3 separate regions of the Mus musculus genome follow, and all the other regions are linked to region 1. A link is a contact called in public promoter capture Hi-C data. All regions are on one chromosome and are shown on one strand. The core of a region is the stretch at or near the end of the contact, and the rest is flanking DNA. Distances in the headings are between cores, read along the strand shown. Region 1 holds the start of Arsk (arylsulfatase K). Region 2 holds the start of Cep72 (centrosomal protein 72). Region 3 holds the start of Clptm1l (CLPTM1-like).

What was found. Promoter capture Hi-C pulls out the DNA fragments that hold promoters and counts their contacts.
Region 2: a contact with region 1 is called in a promoter capture Hi-C map of pre-B cells, with 2.3 times the contacts expected there. The contact joins the promoter of Cep72 here to the promoter of Arsk in region 1. A contact is called at or near these places in 3 of 39 promoter capture datasets (liver, pre-B cells and second pharyngeal arch cranial neural crest), 2 of 484 Hi-C or Micro-C datasets (CD4 T cells and pre-B cells) and 1 of 9 other capture datasets (liver).
Region 3: a promoter capture Hi-C map of liver shows a contact between it and region 1, with 4 times the contacts expected there. The contact joins the promoter of Clptm1l here to the promoter of Arsk in region 1. A contact is called at or near these places in 3 of 39 promoter capture datasets (liver and pre-B cells) and 1 of 9 other capture datasets (liver).

What each region holds. Positions count from the first base shown.
Region 1 is chr13:76,096,577-76,100,131 of GRCm38.p6, reverse strand. It overlaps Arsk (arylsulfatase K), which reads left to right and starts at 1,472. Exons shown (of 8, transcript NM_029847.4): 1 at 1,472-1,758. The coding sequence starts at 1,624. It overlaps Ttc37 (tetratricopeptide repeat domain 37), which reads right to left and starts at 1,398. Exons shown (of 44, transcript NM_001081352.2): 1 at 1,303-1,398; 2 at 692-761.
Region 2 is chr13:74,059,988-74,063,925 of GRCm38.p6, reverse strand. It overlaps Cep72 (centrosomal protein 72), which reads left to right and starts at 1,641. Exons shown (of 12, transcript NM_028959.3): 1 at 1,641-1,742. The coding sequence starts at 1,664.
Region 3 is chr13:73,602,519-73,606,489 of GRCm38.p6, reverse strand. Clptm1l (CLPTM1-like) reads right to left here and starts at 2,488. Exons shown (of 17, transcript NM_146047.2): 1 at 2,091-2,488; 2 at 1,460-1,560; 3 at 79-268. The coding sequence starts at 2,252.

The sequences.
Region 1 (3,555 bases), core at 223-2,722:
GACAAGCTAGCAGGGAGGACCTTTATATGCCCCACTTCGTGTCTGATGAAAAGTACTAGAAACCTCTTAGGTTCTAGCAGCCCTTTGAAACTGCGTCCCTAAAATACCTATTCCACCAACCTGCTACAGCGCCTGCTCTCACTGACACCGCAATTACAGAAAGAAGAAAAGGATGTGCTCTGTCCTCAGAACAAGGGCCTGCAGAAACAGAGCCTTCAAGGATCATCTGTGTTCAACGAATCATTACTATGCAAAAAAAAAAAAAAAAAAAGAATACCAAATGTAATTTTTATAAAACTAAGCACCAGTTGATATTGTTTCTGTAAAGTATGTCCTACATTCCAAATTTACTCAACACAATTCTGGGGAGTGTGCCCTGTTTAGGAGGTAATCTACTTAGATAAGCTATTGAAAAGTTATTTAACCTCTCTGTTTTCGCATCTGTAAAGTAGTCTAAGTGAAGATTAAGGAGTACATTCCACGTAAAGCATGCTACACAGTAAATATACAGTAAAGCTTAACAGACACTAAACACATACCGCTCTGTATTAGATGTGTAAGGTGTTTTATTACAATTAATCTGTACACAAGGCTGCCAGATATGAGAGTTGAGATTTTAAATAAATAGCATTACTCCTCCTTTTCCTGCCAGAAAATCAACACAAGTGGTGTAATGTACAATTATATATACCTGAAACTTATCAGTGAATAATTTGACTTGAAAATAGAAACGTGCTTCTTCCAGAATTCTCCAAAGGAATCTAGCAATCAAAAAAAGGAACAGCTGATTATTCTATACCCAACAATGTTACTCCGAGCATACATCAATTAACCGCACACTTCACACAGTCCACATCTGTACCTTTTAGAACCGGTCCCTATTGCTACTCCAAAGACAAAGAACAGCCAAGCTGTTCCGTATCTGGAACCTGAAACTTATTAGGCCCGCTCTTCAACCCACATGAGCATAATCCTTACAGGTCGGCAAACGGAGGAAATACGATGAGGGGGGCTTCCTGACTAGGGTTCCGGAACGCAGCAGAAATCCACACCACTACCCAGACCACACACGAGGTGACCTAGCCTAAAGTCCCATATAGGCACAACCCAATCCAATTCAAGTGACAGAATCACTGCCACCTCATCACCGCCAAGTTCACTTTGTCAGCGAACATTCAGCCCCGCACAAAAGGAAGACAGCCCGTAACATCACGCTCATGCTCAGTATTTTCTCCCCCTAAATACCACTTCTACTGCCTTTAGATTTCAACTTCTGCCAAAACCGAAGCGATCAGAACCCACCTGGGCATGTGGGACTGCCACAAAGTACAAGTCTGAACAACGCATGCGCGCTTCCCCAGACATCGCTTGAGTGAGAGGAACTGGCAGAGCTATCATTAGCTCGAAATTTGATTAAAACGGTCTTCACATGGGCTGAGCGCGATTGGTTTTTGCGCATGCGCCTGCCCTTGGCCTGATGGGAGGTGTAGTTTCTAGGTGCCGCTCATATTTACTTCTGTATTTGTAAGCCAAACTTCTAGTCTTGTCCCTAGAGTCCGGCCCCTGCTCATGACTGGAGAGCAGGCTACAGGAGACCCGCTCAGCAGCCGCTTCTGAACGGCCATGCCCGCGATGCTGTTGCTGTTGGTGTCGGTGGTCGCAGCGTTAGCACTCGCAGCACCGGCCCCCAGAACACAGAAGAAAAGGATGCAAGTGAACCAGGCGCCCAACGTGGTGCTGGTCGCCAGTGACTCCTTCGTAAGTACCCAAAGGACGGGGAGCAGACACCGCCCAGAGCCTGTGGAGAAACATCACAGGGAACAGGACCCTGGGGTTGAGAGGTCCCGCATGCGCACACCTGCAAGCACGCATGTGCATACTAATAAAGTAGTAGAAAGAAGCCAGTCTCTAACTCCTGGGCTTTGCTCCTTGAACTTTATTCACTAGACCAGCAATTCTCAACCTGTGGCTCTCGATCCCTTGGGAGAGGTCGAGTCACCTTTTGCAGAAGTCACCTAAGACCATCGGAAATATCAGATATTTACATTACAACTCATACCTAACAAAATTACAGTTATGAAGTGACAACAAAAATAATCGTATGGTTGGGAGAGTCACCATAATATGAGGAACTGTATTAAACTGTTGCAGCATAGAAAGGCTGAGAACCACTAATCTAGACATTCTATACTTGTGTTAGCACTGATTTAAAGAAGTTATTTGTGTATGCATCACCTTAAATTTGATTTAAATTCATATGGAAAGTGAAAGGACCTCGAATTGGGAAGGGGAAAAAAACATGAAAAAGAAGACTGATTTAAAAAAAAAAAAAAAAAGCTTTTAATTTCAAAACTAATGGTAAAGCTACAATAGCCACAATAGTACTTTACATGCAGAACAATAAATATTCAGACCAGTAGAGTAGAATTAAGAGTCCAGAAATAGTCTTATAAACAAGTAGTGCTGGAAAAGTAAATATATACATGGAAAGGAACAAAATTGGGTCCTGCCTTCCACCATGTGTAAAAACAAAAGTTAGTCAATGATTTAAATGTAAAAGCTAAGGCTATAAAACTCCTTCAAGACAATGGAAGTGTAAATTGTCATAATCTTGGTTTAGGCAATTTAAAATGAGCCAAGGATTTGAAAAGACATTCCTACACAGAATATACACAGATAGCCAATAAGCCCATCATAAGAAGCTTAGATTCATTAATCATTAGGGAAATGTAGCTCAAACCAATTGATCCCCATAAGGATAGCCAGAATCAAAAGGCATAAAAATAGGAGGAAGTCATGTGAGATGATATGGGAAGAGCCAAGGGTGGGGAGGAGGGAATGTGGAGGTAAATATGATCAGAGTATGAAACTGTTGTGCTTGGCCTGTTGTTTTTTACAGTTAATATGTCAGTTCTTTAGTACACACACACACACACACACACACACACACCATAAACAATAACCAGAGTTAATGAGAATATGGAGGAATTAGAAACCTCATACACGGCTGTTGAGATGCTTTGTAAAGTGGTGTGGCCACCTTGGAAAACCATTTGACAGTTTTTACAGTGACTAACTATAGAGTTACTATGCAATGCAGCAATTCTATTCCTAGATATGTATGCTTGTGTTTGTGTCCAAGAGAAATGAAAACATAGTCTGCACCAAAGCTTCTACATGACAGGATTATTCTAGAAGATGAGAAGTTAAAACAACCTAGATAGCCATGTACTGGTAAGTGTATAGATGGAATTTGGTAGTATTATTCAGCAACCAGAAAAGAAATCCAAAACTCATGCTTGTTACAGTGTGACTGGACCTAGAAAACTATGTCCTCAAAATAAATGATGACAGACTATATTTTATATGAATCCATTTATACGAAATGTCCAAAGAAAGCAGCTATGTAGAGACAGACAGCATGTTCGTAATTGCCTCAGTTTTAAATGAGCCCAGGGTGAAGGCTAAGGGTGCTCCTGGGAATAATATAAATGTTCTAAATGACTTTCTGGATACACTAAAAACCTTTGAGTTGCACGTTTTAAATGTGTAAGT
Region 2 (3,938 bases), core at 392-2,891, 2.0 Mb after region 1:
CCAGCTTGAACCTATATTTTCTTCAGGCACATATGGGTGGGTCAGCCTCAGGCTGCCCTGCCTCCCTCCTGGTCTTTTTGAAGATGACTATATATTTTGTGCCCACATGTTTAGAGATTCAGGCTGGAGAGTGAAAGCCTCCATGGAAGATCCTAGAAAACCACAAGGGGTATCAGGTAGAAAGAGCCAGAGAGGCCTCCTCTGCTCCCACCAATGTCCAGCTGGCCTAGGTTGTGGGTCTTAAGCAGCACATGTTTTGGCATGTCCTACAGAGAGAGCATACAAAAAGAAGCACAAGCCTTATACATGGCAACAGTGGCTCTTCTTACCCCATCTCAGACAGCTGATGAATGCCAAGGTTGGGAGCAGCATGGGGGGGGGGTGTGTATGTGAGATCAACAGAATGTTCTGGGTAGGACTGCCTGCCAACTCTCCAGGTAGTAGGGAAGACCAGGCTGTGGGACTCCAGCTAAGGAAGGTTCCTGCTAACCTCCAGGTCTAGTTGGGAAAGCTTTATGAACTATGAGGCAGAAGGGATTGTTCCTGATGTGACCCAGCCTGGCTCATCATCTCTATCTCCGAGTCACAACACTGTTCCTTGCTCTGTGTCTTCACCAGCACCAAATCAAGTTCAAGTGCTGCTGGCTCACTCCTAAACACCTCAAATGGAACTTAAGGACATAAAACAGCTTAAATGCATGTAGGTTTGGCCACAGTCTAATGTTACCACGGCAGATGGTATTTAATAAACCACCGGAAAGAGTACTTGGTAGTAATTAATCATTAGCATAACCTTTTACTGAGGCTTGTAAGAAATCATAGGCTTGTAGGAATCTTTGCAGGGTGCAAAGCTAATCCTTGTCCCTCTTTCTTCAGTGAAGATGTAAAACGTTAGTAAACAGAAACGTTACTTCCCAAGTTTCTACTGGCACTTTCATTGCAGTAGAAAAGCTGGTCTTGGGTCTGTCCCTGACAGACCATCCGTCTCCCCAAGGTCCCACTTGGACTCTGATCTTGGTCAGAGAAAATAGAATAAGAGAGGGTGATTGAAATCTGTGTTGTGTCCTGAGGCGCCACATGTCTTAGATGGCAAGCATACAAGCCTTAATTTGCTTCTGAAAAGCTTAGTTATCTCTCCAATGCCTGGAAGTTATTAGTAGACCCCAGGTTTGATGAAAGGACTTTCAATGTGTCTTAGTTAGGAGAAATTTTTTTTTTTTTTTTTTTTTTTTTTTGCACACAGCCTGTCTCTCCAGCCACATGATGAGAACTTTTGGAAGTGCGTGGGGGTTGGCGGGGGGGGGGGGGGGGAGCATCTCAGGGGCTGGGACAGGAAGAAACCTTAGGAGAGAAGGCTCCTGGAGGGAGTAGGAAATGAATGGAAGTGGGAGTAGGTGCGAATGCCCCGGGCACTAACAGCTGTTTCCACAAACCGCACTGAACGCAATGGGGTTGTCCTGGGGAGGAGCCAGAGCAGGGTGAGGTTGCACTCAGAGCTCAGCGGATTAGGATGGCTTGGGTGAACCTGTCCCAAAGAAAGTTTTAAACACAGCCGAAGCTCCGCCCACCCTCCTGGGCCCGCCCCTTGCAGGCTTGGTCCCGCCCGCCCGTTCCAGATCACGTCACAGCGCAGGCGCCGCGCGCCAGCGTCCGGTTTGAAAACATGGCGCCAGGCCAGCGGTTGGTTTTGTGTGAAGAGACTGTACGAGAGCGCAGCGGCCTGGGTCCCCACCGCGACCTGGGTGCGTGGGGGACAGACTGGGTTGGCCTGCCGGGCCTGATAGCTCTGCCTCCGTGCGAATGGCACTTGACCACAAACGGTCTCGGCCCGTGGGGCAAGGAGGCGGGGCCGGCTGGGCGGGTTTGTGGGGAAGGGCGTGGCTAAGGTCCTGGAGAGCCGGTGGACGCGGCCTGGGTTTTCTGTGGGACCGCGGTCAGGCTGAGCCCCCCGCTTCTTTTTTGCAGCAGCTTTCATCTGTCTTCCTGGGTTCCTACATGGCATTTCGCTTATGAAGATGCAGGTCTCTTTTTATATGGTTTGGACATCAAGGCCCCATTACGTTTTGAGCAAGAGATCGTGCGGAATTTGTGTTGTGATTTTTTTTTTTTCCTTTTTAACTTTTTTCCCCTGGACTTTGACAGGGAAACCACGCAGGCCTAGAATTTTCCATTGTTGAAGATTTTCGATTACCATTTTTTAAATTCGATTACGATTTTTAAACTTATAGTGGTTTCACCTAGAGTGCATTTTCGTTATCTAAATCGTTTTTTCTTGATTGTCAACCATATCTACATAGAACTGACTACAGCATTCTCTTACTATTTTATTAATGCTTGTGGGGCCTGTAGGGATATTCCCCATTTTCATAAATGGTACTTAATCTGGCTCTATCTTTCAGTCATGTTGGAGATATACGGTTTTTGGTCATGCCAAAGACACCACTTTTGGGTTGGTTGATTTGTCTTCACTGTTTTTAAATTTTACCTTTTTCTCTGTGCTTGCTTTGCATTTATTTTCCTCTTTAGATTCTAGAAGTGAAACGTGTGGATTAAAGCTTGTTTTATAATTTAAATCTCTTAATCTGTACATTTCTCTTTACGTATCACATAGCTGCACACACTAACACATTTGTTAGTGTTTATATTTCTACTGTGTGTTAAGGTACTGGAGATAGAACATAGGGCTTTGCATATGCTAAGCAAATGCCCTGTCATGGGACTTCACCCCAAACGTTTTTTTAATTTTTCAAGTGTGTTATTAAGCCAAGATGACCTTGATCTCCATTTTTAACGGAACCTGGCCTTGGAATTTTAGTCCGACACTCAAGTGGCTAGGATTGCAGGCAGTTGCCACCATGACTGGTTCTAATTTTCATTGATTTTAATATGCTTTTCAAATATCCCTTTAGGTATCTTCTTAGACCTCCAAATTATTTAGTGATTGCTCACATTTTTATTCTTTAGGGATGTCTTTTTAACGAATTATGTGTCGGGAGGTTTTCTTGTTTTTTTGTGTGTAATTCTATTATTGTCAGAGAACATACTGTGTATGATTTTGGTTCGCTTAAGTCTGCAGAGATTGTTTAATGCCCAAGAATCTGGTTTCTCTTGGAGAGTGTTCCAAGTACATGTAAAAACTGTGTCAGGTTGATTTTATTGGCTGATAGTATTCAGGTCAACCAGGAGGATTCTCTGTATAAAGACTTTGTTATTTAGTAAGAGGGTATATTAGTTGGTTTTCTCATTTCCTATGTGGGGGAAAAAAAACCGACAAGAAGCAACTTAAGGGGCTGGCAAGATGGCTCAGTGGTTAAGAGTGCCGACTGCTCTTCCGAAGGTCCCGAGTTCAAATCCCAGCAACCACATGGTGACTCACAACCATCCGTAACGAAATCTGATGTCCTCTTCTGGAGTGTCTGAAGACAGCTACAGTGTACTTACATATAATAAATAAAATAAATCTTTTTTAAAAAAAAAAAGAAAAAGAAGCAACTTAAGAGTGAGAAGGTTTATTTTGACTCACAGCTGGAGGAGATAAAAGTCAAGGTGAGGAAGGCATAGTGGCTAGGGTGTAGGGTAGCTGTTCACATTGCGTTTGCAGTTAGGAAGCAAATAGCAATGAATACTAGTGCTCAGCCTGCTCGCCTCCATTATTTGCTCTTGCTTGCTTGCTTGCTTGCTTGCTTGCTTGCAAGTCAGGGTCTTTCTATGTAGCTCTGGCTGACCAGGAACTTGTAAGAAGTAGTGGTCCATAGCTGTAATCCTGGACTCAGGAACTTGAAGCAAGACGATCTAGCATTCAGGGCCATTCTTGGCTGTCTGGATTTGTCTCAAAAGCAAACAAACAAACAAAATCAAGAACATTTTAAAAAGACAGTATTCAGGGCTCTTGAGATAGGCACAGGCCCTGATGCAGTAGGATTTTTGCAGTATGAGAA
Region 3 (3,971 bases), core at 1,239-3,738, 2.5 Mb after region 1:
AGCTGACATTAGAAGACATGCACATAAACTCTGAACAAGAGACAGAAGCCCGCTACAGTGACCTGTTACGACTCTTACCTGTGTAGCAGACTCCCCAGTGAGCAAGTTAATTTCTTCTGGTTTGGGGATCATGTAGGTAGTCAGAGTACTGACCACATGTACCTGTTTCCCATCTTGCCAGGGTAGAATCCCAGCATGATGTAGGAAAATATATGCATACAGCGTCCCATTGTTTCTTGTTTTCTTTGGTACAGAAACATTAACTGTCCTAAAACAGAAGAGTCATTTTAAACATGCATATGTTTAGGTTCCATGCTTAGTACATAGCCCAGACAGTCCTCAAACTCAAGTTCTTCCTGCCCCAGCTTCCCAAGGAGCTGGGATTAAAGGTGTGCACCACCATCCTGTTTTACATAGTTTATACACATGTCAGCTAATCATCACTTTAGATTTACACAATCTAATTTTAGTTCAGAACTGCTAAAAATGAAACCCACCTGCCTTGTGACTTTACTGACGTCAGAACACTACTGTGTCCTAAGCACTATGAAAGTTACAACACTCCCCACCTCTGTTAGAGCCTCAGACTACAATTTGCTTTAAAAGGCATGGTGGGAACTGCTACAGAAGCACACAGGGTGTAGACTCCTCTAAAGCTTCTAAAAAGAGTTGTTTCCACTGGGGAACTAAGAGGGCTCTGAATACACAGGTGCTGTCTCTACGGACTATTCTGCTGTGGTGTTTCTGGCGGGTACAAACAGACGTGGAGCTCAGGACCAGGACCACTCATGCTTCTTCAACTTCTTCCAGGCTCTAAAATGAATGTTTCACTATCTATCCTGGCACAGGGTGATGAATAGGAGGCGGGATTTGCCCCTATAAAACTAGTGAATGGCACCAGGACGTCCAACCTCCATTTCAAGAGGATGGGCATGGGTAGTTAATAACTACCCTAGGGCCACAGGCTAATAGGCATGGACAGTGATGCACTGGGTGGGAGCTAAAGACTGGTTGGCTAGTGAGCTTGATACCTGTTGGGCAGTACAGGATCTTGATTGGATGAGCAATTTTACAAATTTTATTTGAACTTTTGCACGTTAAAATCATATGTCAAATGCTAAGCCATGTTAATTCCCAAAAGTTACTGTATATAGCTGAGCATTGAGATTTATATTCTAATGCCAAAGGTCACTTACTTGTAAGTAACAAGTGAACTAACTACTCTTACTAGGTAGGCCAATGTATCATTCCTTGGGAGACTACATGGGCTGTAGTAAACCACGCTGCCCTTAGATTGCAGTAAAAGCTACTTGCTAAGTGACAAACACCTGTTACTTTCAGCTTGACTGTTTACACAGACCCTAGACAGGAGTGCTTCTATAGGATGTCCTCACTCTACATACAATGCTATCCATGACATCCTGGAACCCATCTCTGGCAATCTGTCCCACATCCACACCTTTCAAATTTGGAATCCACATCAAAGTCTTCCACGTTCAAGATCAGGTCCACATTGTTCTCTGCACCAAGGCTGGACCGTGTGGTGGTGTAAACACTCAGCTGGAAAGAGTGAGCAAGAATGAATAGCCAAAAGGTCCTGATAGAAAACATGTAACTATTGTGAGAGGGTAGCAATCTGAGGGCTACCTCTCAGAGGGTGAGCTTGGGCAAGATGGCCTGTGTGACACTGCTGTGAACAAGGAACCTAACTGTAGAGCTGACCTGTCCGGAATTCCCACTAGAAGCAGGAAGTGACACAGGTGATAAGAGGGCAGAGCTAGCAGCCTGACTCCCATATGGCTGGAGATCTCCTGTTAACTTCCACTGGGGTCCCGTTAGGAAACACGTGTAGGGCAACTGGATCTCAGTTATAATCGGGGTAGGGCAGAGCACCAAGGGGTAACAAGAGAGCAGCAGAGAACAGAGAAGTCTCAACTCCAGCTCTCACTGCCACCTAACCAGAACATTGGACAGTGACATCAGTGATAAGGGGCAAAACTGGTAGCCCGAAACCCTCTGACCAGTGCCAGTAGGGGGTGGGTGGTAGCACCCGGCCGGGAGGCGCCTTCTTAGGGCTCCCGGACGCTCACCTGCAGTTTGGGCCGCAGGGCCAGATAGGGCTGGATGCAGTTGGAGTCACCCGAGCACGGACGGGTATAGACGATACCGTACATGACCCAGCAGGTATGCACCACGTACACCAGGAACACGCCCACCACCAAGCTGGTAAAAGAGCTGCGGCCGCTCCACATGGCGCCGCAACCTGCGGGCCGAGCGCCGCCGCCGCCCGCCGCTCACGGGAGAGCCGCTGCGCGCCACCGCCACCGCCGCGGGGAAACCAACGCGCCTCGCGCGGGCCGCCGGCCGCCCCGCATGCTCCCGATAACCCACACCCGGCGCTGGGGGATTGGCCGGATTTGCCGGCCACCGCTTCCGGGAACCGAGCAGCTGGCGGAAGTGGACGCGCACGGCCCTCTGGGAGCCAGACGCTCCGCCACGCACTCGCAACCTCACGACGACCGCACGACCGGCGCGCGCGCGTGACGTCAGCCTCTTGCGCCGTACTCCCGGCATGCCTGTGGGAGCCCAGGTCCGCCACCAACCTTGGCGGCACCCGGTTCTTGGAAATTTTTTCTTTGCGTTGCTCTTCTTAAGGCCCTGTGCAGCCTTACGGCGGCGCCCCAGGATGATGGCGGGGACGACCCTGATCCTGGCTCTTCAAAGTCTAGGGGAGCGTCCAAAAGTTAAGAAAACACGGAGGAGACTCAGGAAACTCAAATACCGATTTCTCGGGTGTGAGGTTACTGTGTTGATAACATGCAGTTCAAGATGGCCAGAAAAGGTCAAAAAGAGTTTTTACAGGTCACTTGCCCCTTTTGTCAGAAGAATAAGTTCCTTTGCGGTAATATAAATCTTAATCCTGGCTAACATGCAAAGGTAGGTTATATCTCAAGAAGATCTTTTTCCCGGACTTCCCATTACTCATTCAGATAAAACCATCTGGGTTCTTAAATTTATTTATTCACTTTACATCCCGATGTCAGCCCCTACTCTCCTCTTATCCTCTCCCCTGTCCCCTCTCCCCTTCTCATCTCAGAAGGGGGTAGGCCACTCAGATAAACCATCGGAGTCCATTAATTGTTCACTTTACGTCCTGATGCCAGCCCCTACTCTCTTCCCTACTCCCTCTCCCCTTCTCTGAGAAGGGGAGGCTCCACTGGGTACCAACCCACCCCTGGCACATCAAGTCACTGCAGGACTGGCCACATTCTCTCCCACTGAGGCCAGACAAGGCAGCCTAGTTAGGGGAACGGGATCCACAGGTAGGCAACACTGGGACAGACCCGGGTCCATTTGTTGGGGAACTTGAATGAAGACCAAGCTGCACATCTGCTATATATGTGTTGGGGTGGGGTGTAGGTCCAGTCCATGTATGCTCTTTGGTTGGTGGTTTAGTCTTTGGGAGACCCCCAAGGGCCCAGGTTAGTTGACTCTGTTGGTCTTGTGGACTCCTGTCCCCCCCAGATCTCAATTCTTGCTCCAACTTTTCTATAAGACTCCCCAAGCTCTGTCTAATGTTTAGCTGTGGGTCTCTGTATCTGTTTCAGTCAGCTGCTGGGTAGAGCCTCTTAAGAGGACAGTTATGCTAGGCTCCTCTCTGCAAGAATAACAGAGTATCAGGTTCTTCTGGCCTTCATTTTAATCTTCTTAAATATTTCTTGGTTTAGGGTATACACAGTTTCTAGAGTGAAGTGGCCAGTGCTGTGACAGCCCAGGACGATGGCCTGCAGAGATCAAGCAAAAAATGATATTTCCTGTTTTCAGAAGCTTGTTGGCTGTTGGTGCTTTTCATTAGTGACCAGCTCCTTACTCTATGGTGGCCTCAGAAACTTAAGTTTTGGAGCTCATTGTTCTCAAAACGGCATTCTCATGTTTCTCACACGTGTAATCAGAAGTGTGATTGGGCATTT